Regions from separate parts of the Zea mays genome. Here region 2 is linked to region 1. A link is a contact called in public Hi-C data. All regions are on one chromosome and are shown on one strand. Each heading gives the region's core, a stretch centred on a gene start, on an enhancer-like site or on the middle of the called end of the contact. The rest is flanking DNA. Distances are from core to core; before and after follow the strand shown. Region 1 holds the start of LOC732792 (chloroplast RNA processing 1). Region 2 has its middle 24 kb from the start of LOC100216659.

The links. Hi-C and Micro-C count contacts between places; a contact is called where the count stands out from the background.
Region 2: a Hi-C map of ear shows a contact between it and region 1, with 3 times the contacts expected there. The contact joins the enhancer-like site here to the promoter of LOC732792 in region 1. A contact is called at or near these places in 2 of 25 Hi-C or Micro-C datasets (ear and tassel).

Annotation. Positions count from the first base shown.
Region 1 is chr7:164,822,534-164,826,638 of Zm-B73-REFERENCE-NAM-5.0, forward strand. LOC732792 (chloroplast RNA processing 1) reads right to left here and starts at 1,683. Exons shown (of 5, transcript NM_001112409.3): 1 at 1-1,683. The coding sequence starts at 1,575.
Region 2 is chr7:164,903,595-164,907,699 of Zm-B73-REFERENCE-NAM-5.0, forward strand. No RefSeq gene overlaps it. Among protein-coding and RNA genes, the nearest start is that of LOC100216659, 24 kb to the right of the region's middle. Within about 2 kb of position 2,312, at least 19 of the 20 cell types and tissues checked have an H3K27ac peak or open chromatin away from gene starts, as enhancers often do. A contact at or near this core is called in ear and tassel, where this site is marked.

The sequences.
Region 1 (4,105 bases), core at 433-2,932:
GTACCTACCGGACCTTCCATACACATCCACGAGAGTAGTATATGTGATAATGTTGGGTACCAGTCCCTGCTCCTTCATCTCTGATAGCATTGCTTCCACACCCTCCCAGTGTTCTTGCTCTCCGAGTAAATTTATCATGATGTTGTATGTGGTTGTGCCTGGTGGGCAATTGCTTTCACGCATCTCCTCAAACAGCTCCGCAGCACGGTCATGCCGCCCTCCTTTACAATGTGCATCAATGAGAGTATTCCATGTGACAACATCCGGCTCAATCCCTTCTTCTCGCATTTTGTTAAAGGCATCCATAGCATGCCCAAGGCAGTTGTACTTCCCAAATGTATCGATCATGACGTTGTAGAAATGCCGATCTGGCCTTACTCCACTAGCTTGCATCTCTCGGAGCACTGCAAAAGCTTTTTGCCAATCCCCCCTGTCACGGAATCCTGCAAGGATCCGACTGAACACGTACGAGCTTGGTTTAACTCCATCGGCCTCCATCTCCTTCAGCAGTATCCTCGCACTTTCCCACCTCCCAGCTCTTGTGTACGCGTCCACAAGCAGGCTGTAAGTGGCCTCATCTGGCGCAACTCCGCATTGTGACATTTCGTCAAGAACTTGCTCTGCGTTCTTGAGCGAAGCAATCCTGACATAACCTTTGAGCAGCGCGTTGTAAGCACGCGTCCGCGGCTTGATCTCCCCAGCGAGGAAGAACTCGAGGAACAGCGCCTCCGCCTCGGCGACGCGCCCTGCAGTGCCTAGGGCGGAGATGAGAGCGGTGACCGCGTTAGACCGCGGCGTGAGCCCAATGGCCTGCGCGGAGGCGAGGAGCTCCAGCGCAGCGTCCGGGAGCGCCGCCCGCGCGAAAGCAGAGATGAGGTCCGAGAAGAGCGGAGCATCGGGCTCGAGCCGCGACTCCCTGAGGTCACCGAGGAGGCGCTCGAGCAGTGCGGCGTCGGGCGGGTCCCGCGTGTTGAGCAGCGAAGCGAGGAGATGCGAGTAGGACGCGAGGTCCGGGAGGAAATCGTGCTCGCGGAGCAGCGAGAGCAACCGGAGGGCCACGGCGGGGCGCGAGGCCGCGGCGGACGCAGCGAGGAGGGAGTTGAGCAGCAGTGGGGACGGCGGGTCGGAGAGCGACGGCGGGAAGGAGAGAAGGAGGGAGTGCGGGAGAAGGCGGCCGGACACGGAGAGCGAGTGCAGAAGAGACGAGAGGAGGAGGTCGAGCGGGAAGCAGAGACGGTGGCGGTGGAGGAAAGGTAGCAACGCGAAGGCCAGCGGCAGGGACGCGTCACTAGCGGCGAGGTCACGCAGCAACGCATGCCACTCGTGCGACGGGACAGCCGAGTAAGACGCGGCGAGGCGGTGCTCGGGCGCCGGAACGGATGCCGGTGGGGATGGCGAGGTGAGGGAGGCCGATACGGAGGGGGACGAGAGGTAGGCCAAGAGGGGCTCGAAGTCGTAGCGGCTCGCTGGGATGGAGACCGAGGAGGAGGTGACGGAAGAGGTAGTGCAACCGGCGGGAGCGAGGCGGCGCAGGTGGTGGGGGAGGAAGGTCGGAGGAAGGAGTGAGGCGGGCATGGTGGACGGAGGCGGAGGGAGCGACTAGCGAGTGATGGAGGCGCGGGCGAGAGAGCGCCGAGAAGGAAGGAGACGGCGCACCGGGCTTATCTGGTTTTTGCGGTATTTACCCATTCTGCTTCTGGATTGGGTCATGGTTGAAGCCAGAACTGCAATGTGGGACTCACTTGTCAGTGTTACAAGTATCGTATACGGCTATATAAGGTTCAAGGTTGTGTTTGTATGTATACCCGCAAATATGACCTTACGTTGTAACGGAAGCAAAATGGTACCGAAGTTCGTTTGGTTGGAGAGTCAAATAAAATAGAGTGATTTCATTTCAATATTTGAGAATAGAGTCGTTATATTTTGCGTTTGGTAAGAAGAACAGAGTCACTACATTTTTTATTTTATTGAAGAGTAAAATAGAGCGGAGCCATTCCATTCTTTGTTTGGTTCATTCCATTCTTTGTTTGGTTCGAGAGCCATGTGAGTGTAGAGGGTAGAAGAGGAGGGTGAGCGCTCACGTCCGGAAGAGTGCTCGCATCCGGTCATTTTTGTGGAGCGGGAGCGTTAATAGTAAGGGCCCGTTTGGCAAAGCTCCAGCTCCTGCTTCTTTAGCTCTAGATTCTGATCCTCGTGAGGAGCTGATCCTCCTGATTCTCCTAGAAAATCAGAATCATTTTTAAAATCGTTTGGCAAGTAAACTGATTCTTGTCTTCTGAGAGTTGGTGGTCTGTGGCGATTGTCTGTTTTACTCTTTGCAGTTCAACTTTATTACAAACCAATAAGTAGGATGCATATACGGGAAAAAATATGAAACAATAACATATAAAATGTTTCCATCATAGTAGTGCATAAAATGGTCTCAAATGTTTAATCTATAAATTGGCTCGTTATGTTTTTGTCCAATGACAATTGCGGGTAATTTCGATCAAACTTTAAGGGGAGGTCCATATTTGGTTGGTTGAGGAGCTGTTTTAAAGGAGGGTGGAGCAGGTTTTTTTAGATCCCACCTTTCTTCACAAAAACGACTCCTGATCTTTCGGCTCCACACGAGAATCAGTTTAAAAAAATACCCGTTTGGCACGGCTCCTCCAGATCCTCGTTTAGAATCAGGAGCTGGAGCTGTGCCAAACGGGCCCTAAATTTCCATATGGAGATCCAGGAGCCACTCTACTCTTATTTTGCTGGAAAACAAATATCCAGAAAATTGGAACGAAACCACTCTATTCTCCCCCACTCCTCAACCAAACACATCCTTATAAAAAACATACGATGATATTGTTCTAAAAATGATATGATGCGTTAATAACTATGGCATCCATAATATAAACTAATGTTAACAATAATATAACAATACTCATAAAACATGTATCAGATTTAAAATATTATTTGGATAGATTTTTTAACGTGTTGCAAAGTACATAGACATTTAGGACCTGTTTGGCAAGAATATTTCTCAAAAATATAGTTTTATAATATTATACTTGCAATTGTCATGATAATACGGTGGTTTTGACATCTCTAAATATATCATGTTTTTCAGAAACATTGTTTGGTTACATTATAAATCATAGTATTTATCGGCGTTTCGAACCCGGGGAGTCCCTGGACCGACGAGTAAATTATCGCCGCGTGCCCCAGCCCAGATGGGTCGGCGCGAGACGGAGCGCGAAGGGGGGAAGGAGCCGGAGGGAGACGGGCGTGAGAGGTGGAATCCCGCGGCCTTCGTGTTTGTCCCGCGCCCTGGTCGGGTGCGCTTGCAGTAGGGGGTTACAAGCGTCCGCGCGAGAGGGAGCGAGCGGCCTCGCGCGAGCGCTGTCCCGTCCTTCCCCGCGCGGCCAACCCTCTGTAAGAGGGCCCTGGTCCTTTCTTTTATAGGCGCAAGGAAAGGATCTAGGTGTACAATGGGGGTGTAGCAGTGTGCTAACGTGTCTAGCGGAGGAGAGCTAGCGCCCTAAGTACATGCCATCGTGGCAGCCGGAGAGGTTTTGGCACCCGGTTCGTGTGGTGTCGTGGCCGTCGGAGGAGCGCTGGAGCCTGGCGGAAGGACAGCTGTCGGGGCTGTCGAGTCCTTGCTGACGTCCTCTTGCTTCCGTAAGGGGGCTGAGAGCCGCCGTCGTCATAGAGCGTGCGGGGCGCCATCATTACTTGTCTGGCGGAGCGAGCCAGATGGGACGCCGGTCTTGTTCCCCGTAGTCTGAGTCAGCTTGGGGTAGGGTAATGATGGCGCCTCCTGTTGACGTGGTCGGTCCATGCCCTAGGTTGGGCGAGGTGGAGGCTCCTCCGAGGTCGAGGTCGAGTCTGTCTTCCAAGGTCGAGGTCGAGTCCGAGCCTTCGGGTCGGACGAGGCGGAGAACGTCGGCGGATGCCAGGGCTGAGTCCGAGCCCTGGGGTCGGGCGAAGCGGAGTTCATCGTCCTTTGGGGCTGAGCCCGAGTCCGAGCCCTGGGGTCGGGCGAGGCGGAGTTCGTCGTCTTCCGGGGCTGAGCCCAAGTCCGAGCCCTGGGGTCGGGCGGAGCGGAGTTCGTCGTCTTTCGGGGTCGAGC
Region 2 (4,105 bases), core at 1,062-3,561, 82 kb after region 1:
GTGCAACACGTCGTCATCGTCACTCGTCAGTGCATTATTACACCAGTCGCCAGTATACAAAATGAGGGCAAGATAGATAATGAGTGGCGGCAGCTCAAGAATATAGTCTTGTCATGGTTGTGACTTGTGAAGTAGTTTGATCATTGTTTTCAAGTATATTAGAAGAATCAATTAAATAATTTGGCATATTGGTCACATAGTAATTTGACCCATGAAAAAACACACAGAGCATCAAACACCAAGTACATGCCGGCACGTAAAAATATGTGTGTTCTATTAGTTAGTTGAATATAAATGTGGAGCCAACAACCAAGGTTCGAACTTTCATTTGTGCACGATTTTACTTTATTTTTGTATAAAGCAGGAAGAGAAAGGGAGAAAGGTGACACATTACTACCGTGTCAACGGGTGCTTTATATAGTTTAAAGATACATAGAAAACCATTTCTTCGAATAACCTGATGCACGGCTGTCTTTTGGTAGCAATTTTATGCATTTAAATTGTAACCAATAAAGGTGCATGGTGTATATATGTCCAATATATAGAAAATCACTATATGTGCCGTTCCACTTGTTCAGGGCATAGAGTTAAAATGACAGTTAAATTTAACCGGTGAGATAGAGAGTAGTATACGTAAACCTAGGGTTTGGCTGCACATGTAATTTGTTGGAGCCATCTTGATCTATCTACAGTCTACTTCTGTAGTAGTATTTTCATTACAACTGCAGATCTGTTATGACGAATAAGTTAAGAGTTTCGCACCTCTGTTTTGGAGTTTTGAGTTAGTGATATAAACCTCTTATAATTAAGTTATTGTTGTAATGGTGGTGCATGCCTAACTAGTAATAGAGTGTTTGGTTTGAGGAATTATATAGTCCATCATCTTCTCACTCCTCACTTTTTTGTTTGGTTTGTGAAGTGGAGAGTGGAGTGAGTTAATCTATCACACATCATTCCTTATAGTTAGTTGTTTAGTACTAATATGTGGAATGGAGTCATCCCACCAAATTTGAGGAATGGACCCATGATGCACCACTTCATTTTGGATAGAGTGATTCATTAAACCAAACATCTCATAAGTTTCTTCAACAGCTGCAGGGAGGTTCAAGGTGTCGTCGATAGATGTATAGGGATTCCCGTAGTGGTGCATGCAGGGCTAATTCCTCTCATAGAAGCAAGCACCCATATCAAAAGGCCAAAGCATTTCAGGCAATACCATCTTCGATCGTAACACAGTCACAAGGATTAACACCACACATGCATACATCAAAACTGGAACGGATACATTTGGCTTGGATTATTAATTCGCACCACCACTCCCCCCATTTTATTTTGAAGCTCCACGTATATGTCCGTGTAGTGATGCTTCAGTCGGTCAGATAGCAGGAGGAGGAGGAGGAGGAGAATGGCGATGGCTGTGATGAGGAGGAGGAGAATGGCGATGGCTGTGATGAGGAGGAGGGGGGACGCAGTGGTTGCATCCGCAGGAGACCACCTCCGGAATGGAGCAGACGGACTCGCCGCAGACCCTCTGGCAGCAGCACGTCGTGAGGCACACCCGCGGGCTGGTGTGCTTGAGGCAGCAGTCGCATTCCAAGCACATGAGCTCCGTCATCTGCGTATCCGGATCCGTCGCGTTCGCCGCGCCAACCGCCGTCGCCGCCGCCCGCAGCAGGCGCTCCGGGATGGCCATGGGCTCCCGCAGCACGACGAACTCCGCCGCCGTCTCGGGCGCCGGACCACCGGGGCTGGGTCCCAACGCATCTGTTATCGTACCTGTCCATCAGTTACGTTGACCATCACTACCACCAGTGTTATGACGACTACGTGCAATCGATACGTCATACGTGTATACGTACGTGTACATATACCTTCACCTTGGGCTTGGAAGTAGAGGGCGAAGAAGAAAGAGAGGAGGGCGTAGAGGGCCATGTTGACAGCGGCCGTCGTCGGTCGTTGGGCCATGGCTCTTGCTTGGTGTGTTTGGTACTCCGTATAAGTATATGAAATCGAGCAAGAGATGGTGTGTGTACACCCCAGCTCAGCAAGCACTTTATATACAGGCATAGTAGCAGGACAATCAGAGTGCAAATTAATGTTCCATCAGTTCCGGCCTGGAACTGCATGGAAGTTACGATCACAGCTTTTATTCCTTTTTCCTCTCTAGGCGCTTCAGTTTGTACGTATTCATTTTGCAGTTTTCGTTGCCAAAAAAAAAAAAAAAACTCCAGCCCGTATTTCACCTTGAGCGCTCCGACTCCCAGCCGATTATAGCCGGCCCTCCTCTCCCTCCAGTGCTCGCTGGAGCGGGCTGCAAGAAGAGAGCCCCCAGCCGGCCCATCTGGCAGTTGTATTACGTGTAACCCAAATCATGGCACGTGGACGGTAACGAGAACGGATTCACAAGCAGGAGGCAAGCAGAGCTCTGGCGGCGGCCACGTAGGCGTGCACCAACCAAGTGCCAACCCCGTCAAATCGACCAATCAGTATGTATTCCTCGTACCATGGCGAAATCGAATGGTCATCGACCGATGAAAAGTCGATCGATCCTGTCACGCAATGCAAGCTAGCGCACGCGGTGGGTGGTGTGCTGCACGTGAATGATGAATCATCCATTACGGCGACGATGCATCATTCATGCGATGCGAGTTGCCAAATGCCAAGGTGGATCCGACGACCGGAGATCGACTACACACTGCTAGTACACTAGACGCAAAGGATTCCGATCGAGCGAGATATGTGTTTGTTTGTTTTGGCGGGACGTTTTGCAAGTCTGTGCAAACGAGGTTTTGCTTGTTCAATCGGGAGAGCCAAATCGGCTCACCTAATTGTTGAGAGAGAGAGAGCGCAATTCAGAAATGGAGTAGGCTGGCCCCGGGGCGACCGGGCGAGTAACGGACACGGGCTGCTGGTCAGTGTTCCCTGCTAGCATGCATGTGCACTGTACCGTTCGATACATCATCGTGATCGAGACTCTCCAGAGGTAGAACGAAGCAGGCACGTGTGTGTGTGTAAATTCACTCCCAAGTTCCAACGCGAGCCCGCCACCGTCGTCGTCTCCAGTCTAGAGTCCAGACTCCAGAGCAAGTCCCGAGTCCCGACATGCCATGCAACGTGTGGGCCAGCGCCACGTACGCCCACGTCTAGTGGCTGGGCCGGTGGCCCGCGTCCGGCCTCCAATCAATGCTCGCCTGGCCCGCACGCCGTCCGCTAAACCAAGCCGGACCAAACAAACTTTCTCGAAGCGAGCCAGGCCGAGCCAAAACTTGTCCGGTCCCCCACACGCGCCGCGCCATTCTCAGTAGTAGCAAGCAAACAGTGAGCAGGAGGAATTCGCGGTCGCGGGGTACTATTTTCGAAACTGATTGTTGCGAACTCGCGGGGGCCGGTAATCACAAACGAGTTTACTGCAGGAAACAGTGAGTGAGAAGAGTATATACTCCCTCCGGTGCAGTAAAAGAAGTCATCCTGCGCGTGACCGAGCGTGCACAAAAAGAAGTCATAGCGCGCGTGGGTCTGGGATTTGGACGTTGTTGCCCCTAGTAATTGCACAAAAAAAGATGCATTTAAGAGCATCTCCAACAACGTGACCTATAAAAATGCCTTATAATTTAAAAATAAGTAAATTTTATAGAATTTAGGGCACCAACAAAACACCCCGCTCCAACAGTAAAGCCCCAAATGTAGATTATAGGGCAACCCACTACGCTGTAGTATATTTGAGGCACTTGAGAGGGTGCCCTATAGTTTTTTGACAAAATTTGTTGAATTGAGGCACTGTTGGAGTGGTTTTTCCTGTGTAGAGCCCTATATTTCGATTTGAGGCTTTAGTTTGAGGCATTGTTGGAGATACTCTAAGAGGAATCGAACTTGAGACCTCCAGTCTAGAATGCCTTGGACCTGCTGCAGCAACCAATCAAGCCTGATCATTTTAGTGATGTTAATGCACCCATATCCCTATTTAATAGGGGCAAACAGGGAAAACTCTATGATAATTAATCACTCCTTGGTATGCACAATCATGTCCTAAACGACTACCTTTACTGTACTGGAGGGAGTACAACGACGAACGACCCAGATACTAGATATTAGGGCAAGGTTCTTC